Linked DNA regions of Danio rerio: region 1 is linked to region 2. Evidence: chromatin contacts called from public Hi-C data. All regions are on one chromosome and are shown on one strand. Each heading gives the region's core, a stretch centred on a gene start, on an enhancer-like site or on the middle of the called end of the contact. The rest is flanking DNA. Distances are from core to core; before and after follow the strand shown. Region 1 has its middle 66 kb from the start of cdc5l. Region 2 holds the start of LOC100334314 (kelch-like protein 29).

Evidence for each region. Hi-C and Micro-C count contacts between places; a contact is called where the count stands out from the background.
Region 1: a contact with region 2 is called in a Hi-C map of an unstated tissue, with 4 times the contacts expected there. The contact joins the enhancer-like site here to the promoter of LOC100334314 in region 2. A contact is called at or near these places in 2 of 18 Hi-C or Micro-C datasets (caudal fin and an unstated tissue) and 2 of 4 datasets of contacts at active chromatin or transcription factors (caudal fin and embryo).

Annotation. Positions count from the first base shown.
Region 1 is chr17:6,119,311-6,124,585 of GRCz12tu, reverse strand. No RefSeq gene overlaps it. Among named protein-coding and RNA genes, the nearest start is that of cdc5l, 66 kb to the left of the region's middle. Within about 2 kb of position 3,580, at least 5 of the 62 cell types and tissues checked have an H3K27ac peak or open chromatin away from gene starts, as enhancers often do.
Region 2 is chr17:5,597,186-5,602,291 of GRCz12tu, reverse strand. LOC100334314 (kelch-like protein 29) reads right to left here and starts at 2,886. Exons shown (of 13, transcript XM_073928107.1): 1 at 2,705-2,886.

The DNA of each region.
Region 1 (5,275 bases), core at 2,331-4,830, 520 kb before region 2:
TCTCGAAATTAGTTTGTGAAACTTCACAAAACGAGCAGTTCACCCAAAAGTGAAAATACTCACTATTTACTCTTCCTCAAGCAGATGCAAACCTTTATAGTTTTTTTTATTCTGTTGAACACAAAATAAAGCATTTTATAATTTTTTTTTTTTTTTAGGGGTTTTCACCTTTATTAATAGGACAGTGGAGAAATAGAGACAGGAAAGTGTGGGGAGCAGAGATAGGGGAAGGATCAGCAAAGGACCTCGAGACGGGAATTGAACTCAGGTCGCTGCGAGCACCTCGGTGCTATGTGTCGACGCACTAACCACTAGGCTATTGGCGCCGACAAATAAAGCATTTTAAAGCAAGCTGAAAGCCTGTAACCATTGACTTCAATAGTAGAAAAAAACAAATATGGAAGTCAATTGTTACAGGTTTCCAACATTCTTCAGAGTATCTTCTTTTGTGATAAAAAGTAGAAAGAAAGTCAAACAGCTTTGAAACAAGTGAAGGGTGAGTAATCATGACGTAATTTTTATTTTTGGGTGAACTACCCCTTTAAGACTAACATATACACTAAACGGCCACTTTATTAGGTACACCTGTCTAACTGCTCATTAACGCAAATTTATAATCAGCCAATTGAATGGCAGCAACTCAATGCATTTAGGCATGTAGACATGATCAAGATGATCTGCTGTAGTTTCCTGGTCTGATGAATCTTGATTCCTGCTGCCACATTCAGATGGGTCAAAATTTGGCGTCAGCAACAAGAAAGCATGGATCCATCCTGCCTTGAATCAATGGTTCAGACTGGTGGTGGTGGTGTAATGGTGTGGGGGATATTTTCTTGTCGCACTTTGGGCCCATTAGTACCATTTGAGCATTGTGTCAATGCCACAGCCTACCTGAGTATTGTTGCTGACCATGTCCATCCCTTTATGACCACAGTGTACCCATCTACTGATGGCTACCTCCAGCAGGATAACACACCATGTCATAAAGTGTGAATCATCTAAGACTGGTTTCTTGAACATGACAATGAGCATCTTTGGGATGTGGTGGATCGGGAGATTCACATCATGGATGTGCAGCTGACAAATTTGCAGCAACCTGCGTGATAATATCATGTCAATATGGAGCAAAATCTCTGAGGAATATTTCCAGTATCTTGTTGAATCTATGCCATGAAGGATTAAGGCAGTTCTAAAGGCGAAAGTGGGTCCAAACTGGTACTCGTAAGGTGTACCTAATAAAGTGGCCGATGTGTATAGATACAAAAATCCAAATAATATTACTAATAGTTTTGATTTCAGGGATACTATAATAATAATGAAACATGCAATCTGAAGAAAAAAACTAAAGCAAAAGCCCAGCAATCAGCCAGAAACCCTGGCAACCATTCATCAGTGTCATAGCAACCAGCCAGAACTCCCTAGCAACAGCTCTTAGGACTATAGAAAATCTCTCTTAAATATTTGTCTCTCTAATAATGATGAAAAACCATCACTAATAAACAGAAACTAATATTTTTGTTTCTATAAATTCAATTGAATATTGATGGAGAATAGCTGCTGTCATCCACAGGGTGGCGCATCTCATTCAGTCTGTTTCAGTGTGGTGTAACTGCTGACTGAGTGTGTGTTTATGTGTGTGTGGCAAGCCCTTTCAACATTTAGGGGAAGACACTGCATGCAAGTAAAAAAAAAAAAATAAAATAAAAAAAAAAATAAACTTTAATAATAAATAAAATAAATTAAATTAAATAAAAATTGAATTAAATTAACAAAGTATTTTTTATTAAAAATTCATATATTTTTATAATAAATAAAATAATAATAAATAAATGAAAATAAAATTAACATTAATACATTAATAAATAAAACAAAATAATAAAATTGATAATAAATTAAATAATAATAAAAATAAATACAATTAAATTCAAATAAAATTATATAAAATAAAATAAAACAAAACAAAACAAAAACAACCCTTAATTTGATAATACCCAGTTGATTAAAAATTGCATTCCTTGCATTTTGTGTATTACAAATTTTCTAAAACGTTGTTTAAATATACAAATTTTGCATTTTTTATTTAAACATGCACTCATTTGCATAAATTCCTAGCACATTTTTTTGGAGATTGGGGATTTTTATTTATTTATTTTTTTTTCAAATTTAATGTAAAAATGAAATCACTATTTTCTGTACAATAGCATTTACTTGCTTCTGTCTAAAGCGAGATTATTTTTGCGACATTCAGCGACTTATTCATTCAATCCTTTTCTTTTCAGCTTAGTCCCTTTATTAATCCGGGATTGCCACAGCGGAATTAACCGCCAACTAATCCAGCACATTGTCACGCAGTGAATGCCCTTCCAGCCGCAACCCATCTCTGGGAAACATCCACACACACTCATTCACACTCATACACTACGGACAGTTTAGCTTACACAATTCACAGAAGGTTGCTGGTTTGAGCCTCGGCTGAGTCAGTTGGCATTTCTGAGTGAAGTTTGCATGTTCTCCCTGCGTTTGAGTGGGTTTCCTCCGGGTGCTCCGGTTTCCCCCACAATCCAAAGACATGCGGTTAGTGATGGGAAGTTGGGATCAATTTACTGACTCGGATCTTTGAGTCTCGTTCATCGAGATGAACGAATCTTTTTTCGAGTCATTTTGTTCATTTGGTTCAATTTACCGAAATATTATTAAAATGTTACAAATGGCTTCCAAACACATCTACAACAAGCCCGAAAGGTTGATCACACGACAAATAAGTCATAAATCGAATATAAGAAGGAGAAAATAATAATACAATGTTTACCTGCTCTTTTGTCTATGAAGGTATTGTTGTCTCTTTGCTCAGCTCACCTCTTCATGTCTTCAAATGTCAGGGGTTCATTCACGTTACACTGACAGTCACATATAATCTTAATCAATGCACAGTCTAAGCCGATAGGAGCCATGATAATTAGTTCACCTTTTAAGTCTTCTGGTTCTTAAGTTGTTCGTTCATCTCGTGACAGAATGACTCAAACCAGAGGACTCGAGAGATGAACGGTTCAATTCTTTTTCCGGCTCTAAACGCGTATGATTGGCTTCTGCCTTTCCTCGATGAATGACTCAAAAGACTTAAAATGAACGATACCACCTGCACAAATGTGCGCATGCGCGGATGAACGAATTATTCCATGAGAGGACTCGTAGTTCTCGAGTCATATTGAAGATTCGTTCATGAACGACCCATCACTACATGCGATACAGGTGAATTGGGTAGGCTAAATTCTCCGTAGTGTATGAGTGTGAATTAGTGTGTGTGGATGTTTCCCAGAGATAGGTTGCAGCTGGAAGGGCATCCGCTGTGTAAAAAAAAACATGATGGATAAGTTAGCGGTTCATTCCGCTGTGGCGACCCCGGATTATTAAAGGAACTAAGCTGAAGAAAAAGAAAATATGAATGAAAAAGGGGCATGATAGGTATTCTTTAATGTGAAATGGGCTTGCCAGATCTACGCCGTGTGTGTTTGTGTGTTGAATAATCCTCCAGAAAAGCCTCTCTGGGCCGTGTTGACGGGTTTACGCCGAGGCTGTGGGGAATTCAGATTAAAGTCATCCTTTGGGCTCTTGAAGCAGAAAGCCAGGTGTACTTAAGCTGTTTAAATCAAACAGGATCACACTTTGATTGTGGAGAAACGCACCTTGTGGGGATCCTCCGGCTCCCTTTAAAGCTGCGCAGAAAAAAAAGGATATTTGCCATTTCTCACTTGATCCGGAGGCGAGTTTATGATTGAAAGATGAAGTTCAGGGATGCGTTAATCACACTTCAAAAACACGGAGAGGATTTGTGTTTCGCCTCTGTTAATGTTTGAAAGTGTGTTTCGTTTGATGAAGCAGATAGTTTGGATGTATTTTTTGGATGTATTTGTAGATGTTTGAAAAATCCAATAAGCTTTGCTGAGCTTGCAATAAAATGAATGCACCCAAATCAAGTTCTGTAAACCTTTTTTGTAAACGTTTTTTGAAATGCTGCAGGTTACATTTATGAGCAAAAGAGGATTTTATTATTGATTTTTTTATAATTCATTTATCTTCCTTCATCTTAGTCCCTTTATTTATCAGGGGTCACCACAGCGGAATGAACCGCCAACCTATCCAGCATATGTTTTACATGGCAGATGCCCGTCCAGCTGCAACTCAGTACTGGGAAACACCCATTCACACACACACACACACACACACACACACACACACACACACACACACACACACACACACACACACACACACACACACACACACACACACACACACACACACACTATGGCCAAATTAGTTTATTCAATTCACCTATAGTGCACGTGTTTGGACTGTGGGGGAAATTGATCACCTGGAGGAAACCAACGCCAACATAGGGAGAACATGCAAACTCCACATAGAAATGACAACTGACCCTGCCTGGACTCGAACCAGTGACTTTCTTGCTGTGAGCCGACTGCACTAAACACTGAGCCATCTTGCTGCCTATTATTATATAAAATGTATTAATATTATTATCAAGTATTATTTATATATTATGTATATGTTTTATGTAATAAATTATCCATTAAACTGGAATGGCAGTAATAAAAAAAATTGACTGAAAATCTGACCTCCAGACTGTGTTGTTGGCTGTGATTTAGTGTCAAAGTCCTGCATTCAGTTCGAGTCTCCAGACCTTCTCCAAGTCTGTGGTGAATCTGCTGCCAAAAGAAAATGAGCAGCATTGATCAGCAGAGAGAGCGGATGTCATTTCAACACTTACACATGCATGAAAGACACTGATTTAGAGAACAGAATAGCAGAGAGAGTCATGTATTGAAAAATAACTCGAGCATACTTCAGACAAATGATGAAGAAACAGATCTTACCACGTTTGAGATGCAGACACTTGATCTTATGAATAACATTGGCACATTTTGAGTGTTTGCAAAACTGATATCATTACAGAAGTGCATCATGATAAATTAAATTAAATAATAAAATTTTATAAATATAATTAAATTAAGTTTAATTAAGTTAGTTTAAAAAATAAGAATTAATAAAAAAATGTAAGTAAATAAAATTTTAATAAATTCTAAGTAAAATCATAAAATTTATAAATGTCATTAATTTAAATTGAAATAAGTTACGTAGGGTTATAAAAAATAAAATAAATAAAAAATGAATATATGAATAAATAAAAAAAATGAATAAAAACTAATTCAAATTGAAGTTACGTTAGGTTATAAATAAAAAATAAAATAAATATTAA
Region 2 (5,106 bases), core at 1,637-4,136:
ACAAAATCTACTCTGACACAATCAGTTTTGTAAAAAACACTATTGAAATAAAGGTAGCTTCATTTAATGTCAACCCTCCACCTTTTGCAATGCACTTTTTGTAAACATCAATAAAAATAAAAAACAGGCTCACTAAATACAAAAAGACGATCTTAATTAACCTACACTCTAAGAAATCTTGCGCTGTTTTAACACAAAGATGAGTCAAATATGGACAAACACAACCGATTTAAAAGTCTAATTCAAATGTATGTATAAAAAAATAACCCAACGTTATGTTTGTTCATAAATTTAACACAACAATGAGGTAAAACAACCCAGCTTTTTCTTTGGGTGTAGAACTGTCAACTCTGTGATTTTATAAACTCTATAAACAATCGTTAAATTGTTTAAATAATATATTTAGTTTCCACATGTCACATAATCAGAGCTTATAACTCTGCAAAAAAGAGATTACTCACAATAACATTAAGGTAACTAACAAAAGCAAAATCTACTCTGACACAATCAGTTTTGTAAAAAACACTATTGAAATAAAGGTAGCTTCATTTAATGTCAACCTTCCACCTTTTGCAATGCACTTTTTGTAAACATCAATAAAAAAAAACAGACTCACTAAATACAAAAAGATGATCTTAATTAACCTACACTCTAAGAAATATTGCGCTGTTTTAACACAAAGATGAGTCAAATATGGACAAACACAACCGATTTAAAAGTCTAATTTAAATGTATGTATAAAAAAATACCTCAACGTCATGTTTGTTTATAAATTAAAGCAACAATGAGGTAAAACAACCCAGCATTTGTCTTTTAGTGTACAACTATCAACTATGGATGTTATAAAGTTTCCTACAAAACACCACTGAAATAAAGGTAGCTTGTTTTAATATGTCAAACTTCTACCTCCTTCTGTAATCCACTTTTTGTAAAGATCAATAAAAACGTGGACAAACTAAATATAAAAACATGATCTCAATTAACATACACTCTAGAAAAACGCTGGGCTGTTTTAACCCAAAAGATGAGCCAAATATAGACAAACACAACCGGTTTAAAAGTCTACTTTAAATGTATGTTTAAAAAAAATAACCCAACAATACGTTTGTTCATACATTTAACGCAACACTGAGGTAAAACAACCCAACATTTTTCTTTGGGTGTATAACTATCAACTCTGTGATTTTATAAACTTCATAGACAATCAATAAACTGTTTAAATAATACATTTAGTTTCCACATTAAACTAGAAACTTATAACTCTGCAAAAGATATTAACTAACAATATCATTAAGGTAACTAACAAAAACAATATCTACTCTGACACAGTTTTATATAAAACATTAATGAAATAAAGGTAGTTTGACCTAATGTCAAACGTCTACCTCCTTTTGTAATGTGCTTTTTTATAAACATCAATAAAATGTGGACAAACTAAATATATAAACACAATCTCAATTAACCTACACTCTAGATTCTAGAAAAAAAGCTGGGCTGTTTTAACAGAACTAAGAATCAAATATAGACAACCACAACCGATGCAAAAGTCTCATTTAAATGTATGTATTGAAAAAAATAACCCAACAATACGTTTGTTCATAAATTTAACACAACAATGAGGTAAAACAACCATAAAAACTTCATAAACGCGCTTTAAAATGTTTAAATAACATATTTAGTTTCCAAATATAACATTATAAGAGCTTATAACTCTGCAAAAACGATATTAATAACAATAAAATACTATAACATTGGGGTAAAGTTGGCTTTATATGCAGACTTTCCCCTTAATAATATAATTTCAGAAAAGTAACTGTTATTTTAAATAGGGAAATCATATAAGCAGCCAATGACTATCAGAGTACGTTCACAGTCATTTAATTAGTGCTAATCTTGTTTTTAAAGTCACACTTGCAAGCTAATTCAGACCGAATATATAAAGATTAAGGTAAATTGGTTTTATATTCGCATATTCTCTCATTTAACGGTCTCTAAATTGTCATGCTAATTTGAATAACAGGTCTGAATTAGCATGTTAGCCTAAGTAAAGTTATGACTTCAAAACAGCATTAGCAATATTTAACTGACTGTAAACAATGTACTTTAATAGTCACTGGCTGCTAATGTGATTTCCCTATTTTAAATACTTTTCTGAACTTATATTATTAAGGAGAATGTCTGAATATCCGAATAACCAACTTTACGTTGCCTCTATTATGTAAAGTAGCGTGATAAACAATATAGAGACCGTCTTACTTAGTTGTTAAGTGTTCAAAAATGAACAAATGAGCAAATATATAACCAATTTTATCTAAATTACGAAAACTAACACAGATATTATCAACACAAACTCCTATATCAACAATGAACACAGCAAATACGAACCAAACACACACGAACTCGCCTATTAATGAGCTGTCAATGTTTGCACACCTGTAACTGTCCGGAAAAGTGAAACCTGGCGTCTCCGGTGACTTATTTCCCCAATCCAGAAGCAGAACAACACTGATGTCCTACTGAAACATGCAGTAGATGAGCTCTGGTGTCTGTAGAGGGAAATAAATCCGCCTTCAGTGATCACAACACTATAGTCTGTCCAAATCAAGCACACACGCGGGATCACGGTGATGCATCGCACGGTAATCCCAGCAGCTCCTGTGTGTGTTTGTCTGTGTGATGCTGATGTGAACTCCAGCTGTCTTACCTTCACATGAATCTGCGCGCGCACGTTTCATTGTATGAGGATCCCGAGCTCGCGCTGCTGTCAGTGATGATGCGGAGGATGATGATTGTGATGATGATGATGCTGAGCTCTCACTGTGTGTAAGTGTGTGTGTTTGGAGAGTCAGCGCACTCCTTCTCCGACGGCCTGCGCTGTGAGAGTGTGTGTGTGTGTGTGTGACACTCTCTGCTCCGCCCCTTTAACTCTATTATTACTAAACACATAGCGCCATCTGTCGAGAGACAGAGAGATTAAAACCCAGATGATTATAAATGAATCATTGTAAATATACTGATTATTGTTTTTATTACTGTTTTATCCTAAAAATGTACAGTTTATTCTGATCTATTTTTGTATTGAATTGTATGAATAATTATTGTTGAATAATAATATAATATATTGAATATTAATGTAATATATTGAATAATTTGATGTATTGTTGATATTTTATTTAATTATTATATATAAATATCATCTTTTTTTTTTTTGCTACTACTATTTACTGTGTGTTCTGTTTATATATGTGTGTGTGTGTGTGTGTGTGTGTGTGTGTGTGTGTGTGTGTGTGTGTGTGTGTGTGTGTGTGTGTGTGTGTGTGTGTATGTTACTTTTTATGTAAACTTTATAACTGCTTTGGCAAAACATAACAATTGTCATGCCAATAAAGCAATTATTGAATTGAATTGAATTCATTCATCAGTTTAGTGTTAAAAAGATATAGAAGGCAAAATGTGACGACACATTAAAACCTTGCGCATGTATTAAACTAAAAAACATAGGTCTCAAACTCAATTCCTGTACGTAGTGTATGCACTTCCAGCCGCAACCCAGACTGGGAAACACCCATACACACTCATTCACCCCCATACACTGCAACCAATTTAGCTTACTCAATTCACGTATAGCGCATGTGTTTGGACTGTGCACTAAGCCGAATGAATAAATGAATGAATTAATTAATGAATTAATGAATATATATATATATATATATATATATATATATATATATATATATATATATATATATATATATATATATATATATATATATTTATATTGTTGTATTATATTATATATTATTTATTTATTTATAAAAATCATACTCTTGTTTTGTAACCACATGATATGCACTCTTCACAGTCACAAGCAACTTCTCAATCTATTTTCCACATTTTGAGACCAGTGACCAGATACGTTTTTATAACCTGTAATAAAAAACAACAACTGTTTACATAGTACAGAATCAAATGGCAGTGTATAAATACAGTAGTCAACATTTGGAGGGGATCACCTTTATTTAAATTTGTCCCAAGACTTTATTTTTTCCCAAAACAACCTGAAAATACTTTTTGATCCACCTCAAATGTTGACTCCTGAATACTTTTCCTCAATGTATTCACTCAATACCAGCTCAATACATTTATTCAATGCAAGACTGACATCTATTGGTGGAGATGTGCAAGTGCAGGAGAGCAAGATGAACGAGAGGGGTCTGGCTGCAGACCTGGTGCAGTGCAATCTGGGCTGCATCCAATGCTTTTTAATGGGCTCATATTTACATTTACATTGTCATTTAGCAGACGCTTTTATCCAAATATGGATAAATATGGATGACATTTGTATAAAAGCTGCTTAATTGCTCTAGTTTAACTAAGACCTTGTATATATATATATATATATATATATATATATATATATATATATATATATATATATATATATATATATATATATACAAGGTCTTAGTTAAACTAGAGCATGTACATCAAAATGTATGAATATATATTTACATACATACATACAATCACTTTTATTATGTGACTATAAAAGTGATTTTATTTGGCGGTTCATTCCACTGTGGCGACCCCTGATTGATAAAGGGACTAAGCCGAAAAGAAAATAAATGGATAAATGAATGAAAATTAATCTTATGACTCCATTAGTCCTTTTATTAATCAGGGGTCACCACAGCGGAATGAACCGCCAAATAAAATCACTTTTATAGTCACATAATAAAAGTGATTTGATTTGGCAGTCCATTTCTCCACAGCGGAATGAACCGCCAAATCTAATCACTTTTATTATGTGACTATAAAAGTGATTTTATTTGGCGGTTCATTCCGCTGTGGCGACCCCTGATTAATTAAGGGACTGAGCCAAAAAGAAAATGAATGAATGAAAATCAATCTTACGAGTCCATTGAACTTTAAACTGACTTAAAACAGCGTGCATACAGTATAAGCTGTCATGACGAACTGATCATATCATTTTTTTACAGTGTAGATCTTCCTCCAGGTGGGGCTCAGAGACTCAGAAAACTCCTGTAGATTCAAATAAAAACACATTAGGAGTCTGTGATGCATTTCATTTAGACTGAGAGCCTG